2 separate regions of the Hordeum vulgare genome follow, and region 1 is linked to region 2. A link is a contact called in public Hi-C data. All regions are on one chromosome and are shown on one strand. The core of a region is the stretch at or near the end of the contact, and the rest is flanking DNA. Distances in the headings are between cores, read along the strand shown. Region 1 holds the start of LOC123448452 (SEC12-like protein 2). Region 2 has its middle 170 kb from the start of LOC123448452.

The links. Hi-C and Micro-C count contacts between places; a contact is called where the count stands out from the background.
Region 1: a contact with region 2 is called in a Hi-C map of leaf, with 1.8 times the contacts expected there. The contact joins the promoter of LOC123448452 here to the enhancer-like site in region 2. A contact is called at or near these places in 3 of 6 Hi-C or Micro-C datasets (leaf, seedling and an unstated tissue).

What each region holds. Positions count from the first base shown.
Region 1 is chr4H:239,890,187-239,894,831 of MorexV3_pseudomolecules_assembly, reverse strand. LOC123448452 (SEC12-like protein 2) reads right to left here and starts at 1,900. Exons shown (of 10, transcript XM_045125349.1): 1 at 1,323-1,900; 2 at 1,119-1,213; 3 at 281-431. The coding sequence starts at 1,586.
Region 2 is chr4H:239,722,657-239,727,005 of MorexV3_pseudomolecules_assembly, reverse strand. No RefSeq gene overlaps it. Among protein-coding and RNA genes, the nearest start is that of LOC123448452, 170 kb to the left of the region's middle. Within about 2 kb of position 2,640, at least 1 of the 3 cell types and tissues checked has open chromatin away from gene starts, as enhancers often do. A contact at or near this core is called in leaf, where this site is marked.

The DNA of each region.
Region 1 (4,645 bases), core at 651-3,150, 170 kb before region 2:
TGCTTTCTGCATAAAATCAGCAGATATATAAAAAGAGTTTCCATTAACACCTACAGCTATCAGATCTGTCAAAGGTACCATATGCCATTCATATATGTCATGTTTTGGAGAGTCAAGCGTGTCAACCTCCATTACTACCAATGTAAAAAAAAAGAAACTGGGGGGGGGGGGGGGGGGTGTGAATAAACCAAGGTAACGACTGACTGCAAACAGAATTTTGAGTTGGCACCAAAAAAGGGTAAGATAAGCAACTGCATAACACTATAGTACATTCATTTACCTCGCCACCAGTGGCAAGTACAGAACCCTCTCCACTGAATGACAAAGCCAACTGCAAACCAACATCGTTTAGCTTCACTAAAGCCTCCTGGTCAGATCTCAAAACCAGGCTGCATGGATCATCTCCTTCTGTTGATTCCAATCGCACCAACCTATACAAATGGCACATGGTAAGAATTTATAATTGCAGTACCATCAGGCGGAGTTAAATTGTGTTTACATCAGTCAGGAAAAAAAAAGGCAAACGGCAGTTTTATAGAGTAAAATAAGATTGAAGATGTATAAAAGTTGTATGTTTTGCAGTTAAAATTTAATAAACCACCAGTTCAATTACAGTAACATCTCAAAAAGCCCAGTTATGCTTGTTGATAAGGCCAATGAGATAGGTCCAACAACTGAAATAAACTTAACATCACAAGATGGAACAGATACAGGTGCCCCCGAATTTTAGCTACAATCAGGAAATAAGCTATACTAACAAATCCAACATGCTGCTTACACCGACAGTTCAAGCATATTATGGGGTTATCAAGAGGCATCATTGTGTTGTTACTAAGAAGTCTTGAACACTATGTTGTGATATGATAGGACAATTATATTTTGGTCGCATCAATCAGAATTTACAGCATATTCTATAAGCATACATACTATGTGAACGAACGAAATACCAGACTTACCTAAGTATTCTATAAACATACATACTATGTGAACCACAGGTTGACAACAGTTAACCCGGGCAACACTAAAGATCAAATTGTGAAGATTTTGAGCTAATCAAAATTCACAACAGACAAATGCACTAGCGAGCATCAGCGTCACATATCCAAGGACGCAAGTACCTGCAGCCGTTGGGGAAGGAGCAGAGGACGCCATCGCCGCGAGGGTGTACGGCCATCCTGTATGGTACCTCCTCCTCTGTCCCCAGCCTAAACACCTGCACCCCACCATCACCAAAACAATAGCGTCAAATCAGCGTGTAAATCTCTCCCGATATCCGCATGGATCTAGTGAAATCAGAGGGCGAGGGGGCACGGGTCGCTCACCGGTTCGGGGGAGAGCGCTGGAGGCGCCCCTGCAGCGGCGGGGTCGAGGGCGGCGACGACCAGCGCGTTGGGCACGCCGCTCCGGCCCTCGCCTCCGCCTCCACCAAGGACCACCATGGGGGGCGGAGGTGGGAAGGACGGGGACGCATTCGCATCCGCGACGTCTACGGCAGATGGGGAGGGCTTGATGATGTGTGCGAGTGGGAGCCAGGAGGCGCAGTAGATGGGGAAGCCGTAGGTCTGCCCACCGCCGCGCGGCGCCATCACAGGAGAGGGCGGGAGTAGCGGTAGCCGAAGGTGGGCGGTGGTCGCCGGAGATGCGGTGAGAGAGTGCGTGTGTGCGGAGGTGGAGGTGACGACGGGTAAACGGTACGGGGAGGGAATTAGATTGCAGCAGGTACCAACTCCCCCGTAAGTCGCTGTTAGGATCCAACACGCGAATCACTCCATTATAGGTAAACTGAGCTCAGATACAGGAGATTGGGATTAAGAAAGAGGAAGCACACGAGTTAGGAGAAGATAGGGGAAGGGAGGAGCCGCCGTTGCTTTGCCTTGATCCAAGCCCGGATCCTTTGCTCGTTGCCTCCTCCCACGCATTTGTAGTCCGTAGCCCTACATCGTTCGCGGATGGGCCGGCCCATGTAAAGGTCAAAGGTTGCAAGGCCATGTATACATAGGCTCGTGACATTCTTCTTTTTTTAAATGCAGCTTGGCCCAAGCCGCTATTATGAAGAGGTTGTGAGGATCCCATGGTGCTTCAAGATCCTTGATCATGCTGAGGTTATTGTAGATGCCGTGGTAACAGCCATGGTTTAAATGAACTTGAACGAGCTCGTAGAAGCGGTCGGGTTGAGGTAGTAGTAGTCGTCACCGATGGATACCCGGTTGAAGTAGGCGTTATGGTTGAAGCTGAGGCGGCACTCGTGGACGATGAAGCCTTGGATGGAGACGACATCGACGGCGATGACACCCCTCCCTTCTTAAAAATTATATTGATTGTAGCACGTAGAGAACGTCGTACCGCTCATGGCCAATGCACTATAGTTGATTACCATCGTCATTAGAACCTGACTGCGAATAAGTTGTACCATCGGACATGCCAGAAGCACCAAGATATACCCATATTCAGAAGTGTCCTCTGAATACTGTTGCTCGTCACCTAGATCCTAGTACTGACGAAAAACACTGGACAAACTCTTCTTCCGTTTCAGTGGGCAACAAATTTTCAAATTGAACAAAGGAATGATGATGATGATTGTAATCCCGAGAGGTGTTGACTGCACAAGAATTCAGATATGCTCCAAGATTTCCCATCATAAAATATGCACATGGACGTAATGGACACTCAAGGCGCAACACCATCAATGTGCTATTAACACTCACGCATAAAGGGTACAGCCTAGGTTTCATTCCATAAGAAATTGTTTCGGTGCACTGCTTCAAAGCAATGAGAAGCAACAAAATCCCTCCATGTGAATGCACTATATAGTTTGGATAAAACTGTATGCCTTTGTAGCTCACAGTCTCCCTAGAAATAGGTGTTGGCCTCAAACAGGTAAGGTAACCTGCATGTACAGAAAAGGTTCCAATGCAATATCTTTGTTGTATCAGAATTTGCTTGTTTGGACTCATTAACTTCTGCTGTTACGTGATCCATAGGGCGCCCAGACTGCAACTTTACACGTGGCAAACAACAAAAAGACTCTTCCATGGAATTTGACTGGCCATAAGAAACAAGAGGAGAACCCACATTTTTGAATTGCAACCAAACTAGCCCAACACTGAACCCTGAAACTTCATGTGGTTGGTGATGTGGACCTGAATATGTTTTCTGATATGCACTTTGCACTTTGCAAGCACCACCAGGATTCTCTCATGAGATTGGATCACTAGAACGAGGAGCACCAGACTCAAATTCCACTTTCGGTAGCTCTGACAATAATTGTATTGCTTGGCAATTGCTTGAAGACGATGAACACAGTAGTTTCATACACACACTATGGTGACATATCAAGGGTTCTGTCAGACGATTCAAAGTGCCAACAAAATGATGCATCACATAAGGGATTTTTGGACATGTGTACCTCACTTGCATGCCTTCATGAAAGCAATCAAGCGACTGTCATGAGCATGGTCTGGGCATACAAGGAATTAGATAAGTTGTTTGTATAGCAAATGACGCACCTTTTTCTTTGTTTCGGAGCGGGGCGCGTACTATTACCACTACGTACCACACCACCGGGCGGCTGGCCTTCATGCCGAGTCTTCCTCCGCCGCCAACTCGACGTCGTCGTGCTGGACTGGACCACGGCTGAAACTGCCAGGCACGGACTAAAAGCTTTTATCAGGGACTGACAGACCGGACAGACCAATCCAACGAACTGACTTTGCTAGCTTATCGAGCACCAACTTAATTGTGAGACGAGCAGCTAAAGCAGTTACTAGACCCATTATAGAGATCGGAGGAAGAGAGTTCACTTTCGTTCGAAGGTGGTCCGTGAGCTCACTCTGGTTAGAATGAATCCCGACAAACAACATAAGATGGCTGTCAATACTCCTTTTTTTGCTTACTTTGGAGACCCCTTGTGATCACCTAGATTCTGAAACTGTCGTTGGGCATCGTGGAAACAACTGAAGGGTTCATCTACGAGAATTAGTTTGCAGCAGCCAACTTGCAGAGAATCACCATTTCTGAGCGACATCTGAATTGGCGTAAATCGAACGAATAGAACTTCATGGACTAACCACAACTGAAAGGTTCAAGGTAGCCTACATCTGAATTAAGACCTGAACATGGTTTTTTTGGGTAGTTTTTGTCAGAAAGAGGCTTCAAGGGCAAACATTGACTAGGCCTTAAAAACTGTCTAATGTATCTGATAGATACTCGCAAAGGTGGCGGCCATGGTTGCTCGATCCCCTGCCATACTAATGGCAGGCCTCGGTTTTTACTCTTGGCCACAAGGTGAGCGCCATATTCTCCTTGTGCAATCAATGACGGATGGTGTAGGGCTTCTGGATGATCAGTGTGAGTTGAGATGGATGGTGCATAGGTTGGACAAAGAAAACTCAAGGCGAACAGAGGCTTCACCCAGTCACCCGCATGGATGTGGTATTTTGTTGAGCACTTGGTCGGTGCCAATACAATAAGGTTGCTGGAGACGAAGAGGGACGTGTTGTGGTCCATCTCACTCGCTACTGGGGTCGTGGTGTTGATGGAGGGAAGTGGTGAGGCATCCTGCTCTTGCACGCTGGCCTTGGGGTCGACATCAATGACAACCACCACGGGAGGAATGTCCTCGCCGGTAGAGGGAGTGCTAGTGAGG
Region 2 (4,349 bases), core at 1,391-3,890:
CCAACAAAATTGTCCATAATTTTCTAATCAACCCCAAACGAGGATTGCAAGGCTTAAAGCTAAATATTTTGTAAGATTTAGAAAATTATTTTGTACGCAACAAAACTGAGTTTGACTCGATTCATGCATTCAAAAAACTATCAAATATAATGTTCAGGAAATAGGATATTGGATATTACACTACATGTACTAGTACAAGTATAGGCAAACAATATTTTGGGAATAATAGGTATATTACATGAGGTCACCCATATTACTGAAAAATGAATTACGCAAACATATCATAGACACAAAAGAATTGATTATTCTTTTATTGCACTATATTTTTGGTTCTCCTTGTGATGAAGATTTGAGAACATCATTTACCAGAATATTTTCTCGTTGTATGTTTGTAAATTTTGAAATATCCCAATGAACTTATTTGCCTTTTAATAAATTTGTGATGTGGTTTGACCATGTGTTTGAAGGTTTGGTAATCATATGTACGATATTTATGTAACCACAGATTTGACAAATTTGAGAGTTGTCTTTGTGATCATTTGAAAATGATTTATTCCCTATTAAGAGGTAATTCTGTCTTTGGTTGTCTTTTAGCCACCACTTTACTTTGAAGTCCTCATGGCTATATTTCGTCACCAGTGACTTGGTATTCACTACCAACAAGATTTTCAAATGATGGTATAGCACCTGTGGGGTGAGTCTGATGATTTTAAGAAATTCCATGTTCCTTCATCTTGGAAAATGGTAGTACCATCATTAGAGGATGAAAAGTGTATTAGTGGATTTTCAATTGGATCTGCATGTGAAGATTCTGGCCATGAGATCTCAACTTGAAGTTGATTAAGGTGACAGAACTGTGAGTTGCGATAAGATTTGATGTCTTTGAAAAACAAATGGGAGATCATTAGCGATGTGCTCATGGTAGCATGTTTCTCTTGAGCGAATATTCAAGGTGAATCTATATTCATTCATTGTGTACTTAGTTTGAGAACCAAGTGAAGTTGGTGACATATAAAATGCATATGTGCATCAATAGAATAGCCATCTGTTACATGAAATGGTCATGCATTATTTAATTTACTTCTTGGAGTTAAATATATGGATGAAATGATCTTGTTGAGCAAAATCTACCAAGGTGATACTTGGTGAACATGGGGTGTAAACCTTCAATATAGTCCATGCGATGAAATCGTTGATAATGTTTTGGGCTTCATTCATGAGAAAAAGTGTGACCTTATAGTCACGGACAAAACATAGACTTTGCAATTTTAACATTGCTTAGTCACTATGAAAATAACAAACCACAATGTGATGTGGATCTAGCAATAGTGTTTGAGACACTCGCTATAAATTATGGTATCCATCTTGATGGATGGATGACATTATAATTATAAATAGCGACGTAGGCTCCATTGCCATGCATTTTACGAATGTAATAGAAGGTAATCACATGTATATGCAAATATTTTCATGGTTTCCTATGACACATTCAAGAAAAATGTGCAAGAATAATATTTACTATGAGAGTAAAATATTTTAAAGAACAACAACAATAAATGCTTCGAAGGAGCAAATTCTAGTACAGTTGATGCCTTATAGCCATATGTGTAGACCTTAATTTATATAGGATAACACTTTGAAGATAATCACCAATATGGTGTAGATCTCGCAGTAATAGAAAACATAGTTTGACTATTGTCAGTAGATGTTCATCATTCTATTACCTTATGTTATCTATTTTTAAGAAAATCACTATGAAGGTAGTCATCTGTCAGAATGACATGATGTAGACCTTGCGGTAATAATGGATAGTGTGTAAAATTTTGTAGTAGATGCCAATATTACCTTATGATTTCTTGAGGTAGTCACATCTAATATTAATATTTGGAAGAGCACTTCGAAGGTAGTCATTTTGTTAAAATGACAAGACGTAGACTTTACAGCAGTGATGGATAATCTGCAGATTGTGTAGTAGATGCCATCAACACCTTGTGATTTACAAATATGTTTTGGGCTAGACACCTTAATATTTAGAAGAGCACGTTGAAGGTAGTCATTTATGAAAATGACAAAAGACATAGAACTCACAGTAGTGATGGATAATTTACAAATTGTGCAATAGATAATAACTGGTGATTCATAAATAAAACGCGATGTAGTCATATTGAGTATGACACTTCGTCATCCTTGTTTTGAATTACAACTAAATTTGCAAGAAAAAAAATTGATTTTGCAAAAATTATAGTTGTTATCTTAAAATGCATGCCTTAGGAAATGTTTGAAATTCTGAAGAATAAATGTAGGTCAAACATTCTTCTGCATTAGTATTATTGTGGTAATACATATAGATGCAAAGCATAATGTTTTACATATTTATAAAGACATGAGGCTTCAAATAAATATCTTAGGAAGAAATCCGATGGAAGTTCGTCTAATCCTCAGGGCTAGACCACAAAATACACAAGAATAAGAGAGAGTGAACAGGCTATGACCAAATCAAGCAAATGGATAAGGTTTTCATAATCTTCTGTTGTACGGTTCCTGAATGATAAGGTGTGCGTCTCTTTGTGTGGTTAAGAATCCATTGGATAAACCCAACTCGACACCGCGCCGTCTGCGCTTCCGCGCAAAGCACTGGCTGTTGGCCGGCGCCACAGCCAAGCGCCGGGCTCGCCACAATTATTCGCCACCAGTTGCAGGGAGCGGGGTGCGTGTTCTCCCGGAGCACCGGGCTGGCCACAATTATTCGCCGGGCTGGCAACAAGCCGCACCGGAGGGTGCCACTGCCCTACCGTGTCTCGTCGTGGCCGCGCATGAAGGAGAGGGCGCAATCACGGCCATTCGCCAATTGCATCGCTGGCCCGTGCGTTGCGTTTCGAGAGGAGGCCATGGCTGCGCCTCGCGCCTGATGACTTTGCCGTCTGGCCATTTGCCACGTCGTGCCGGAGGGCGCCGCTGCAAGAGGTCAAGGATGCGCCGTTCGTCTAAGGGCGCTATAGTCGCGTTGAAGATGCAGGTGTGATCCTGACTAGTTGTTGCTACCATCTTGAAGATTTTCTGTTCAGAGTGACGTCGCCCACGCCGACTTTCCTTCAAGTAGATTGTTGAATATTGATCGATCCATGTAGAGATTCTCCCACGGCATGCATGAACGTACATAAAAACAAAATCAATTTTTAAATTGCTGACCCTAATCACAAGAAGACAATAGATTAGGCTGATCAATTTTTGTTCATGAATGCATGCATGTCGATGCATGGCCGTCTTTGTCGTGGATGCCATCCGTTTAGCGAGAAGCCTGGCCGGACCGACGGCTTCGTGCGCTACCAGACCACTAGAATGCATTTCGACGGGTAGTGCCGCGTTGCAATTGAACAAGAGAAAACTCGGCATCACTCTCGGGCTGGTGCCATTGACGCCGTCGTGCTTTCCTCCGCTGACGCTGTTCGTCTTATCGTTGCCTAATCGCTCAAGGTTAGAGCAAAGTGCTGATAACATGTTAAACTAAAACGAGATTGAATGAAAGTGAATGGACGATTAGTCATGTTTCTATTGATTCTCAAGTATATATACATCTGCAAGAGGTGGTAAGAAGATGTGTCTGTTCGGAGGCTTACCTCCAGAACAGGCGCGTGTTGGCAATAGAGAGAGAAAATACATGACTCTTCAGGGTTGGGCACACCCTTTGCTAATTAATTTCTAACAGTCGGCAATGAGGAGGTGGCCCAGCTGGGCTGTGCTATTGGCATTGGGCACTCCTCTCTTTGTGTCAACTTTAGATGCAATTTTTTTACAAAACCTAAGCAATTAAAGCAAGAAAAAGAATTTTAGAGAAGAGAGAGGGTTTCTAGGATGAAACGAAATATTTTGAACTCACAAAAATATGCCACGTGTGATAAAATTAGTTTGTATATTTTTAGATATAGAAAAATAATTCAAGTTTATATTAAATTCAAACTTGAAGCACTTTTGAATCCAACGAAAACAATTTGGAAATGGCTGAAATTTGGAGGAGTGCTATGGGGCAATATGTTGGAGTTTTATAAAAATGGTGAACATTAAACTATGGCAGGGAGGAACACTTGGCAAAAAATAGAAAGAAATAATAAGAGAGTAGGGGTTTTAGTTGATCCCAATTACTTGAAGTTGAGACAAGCAAGACCACACCACAAGATGCAAAGCACATCACCACAATACCTCATAGTCAACAAAACATGGTGCGCTAAATGAAATGGATGCCATGATGACATGATGCATAAGTGAATGCCATGAAGCACAAATTTATTAACTCAAACCACATGATGGCAAAACATACAAGGTTGGTTCATGGAAATGGGCACAAGATTGAA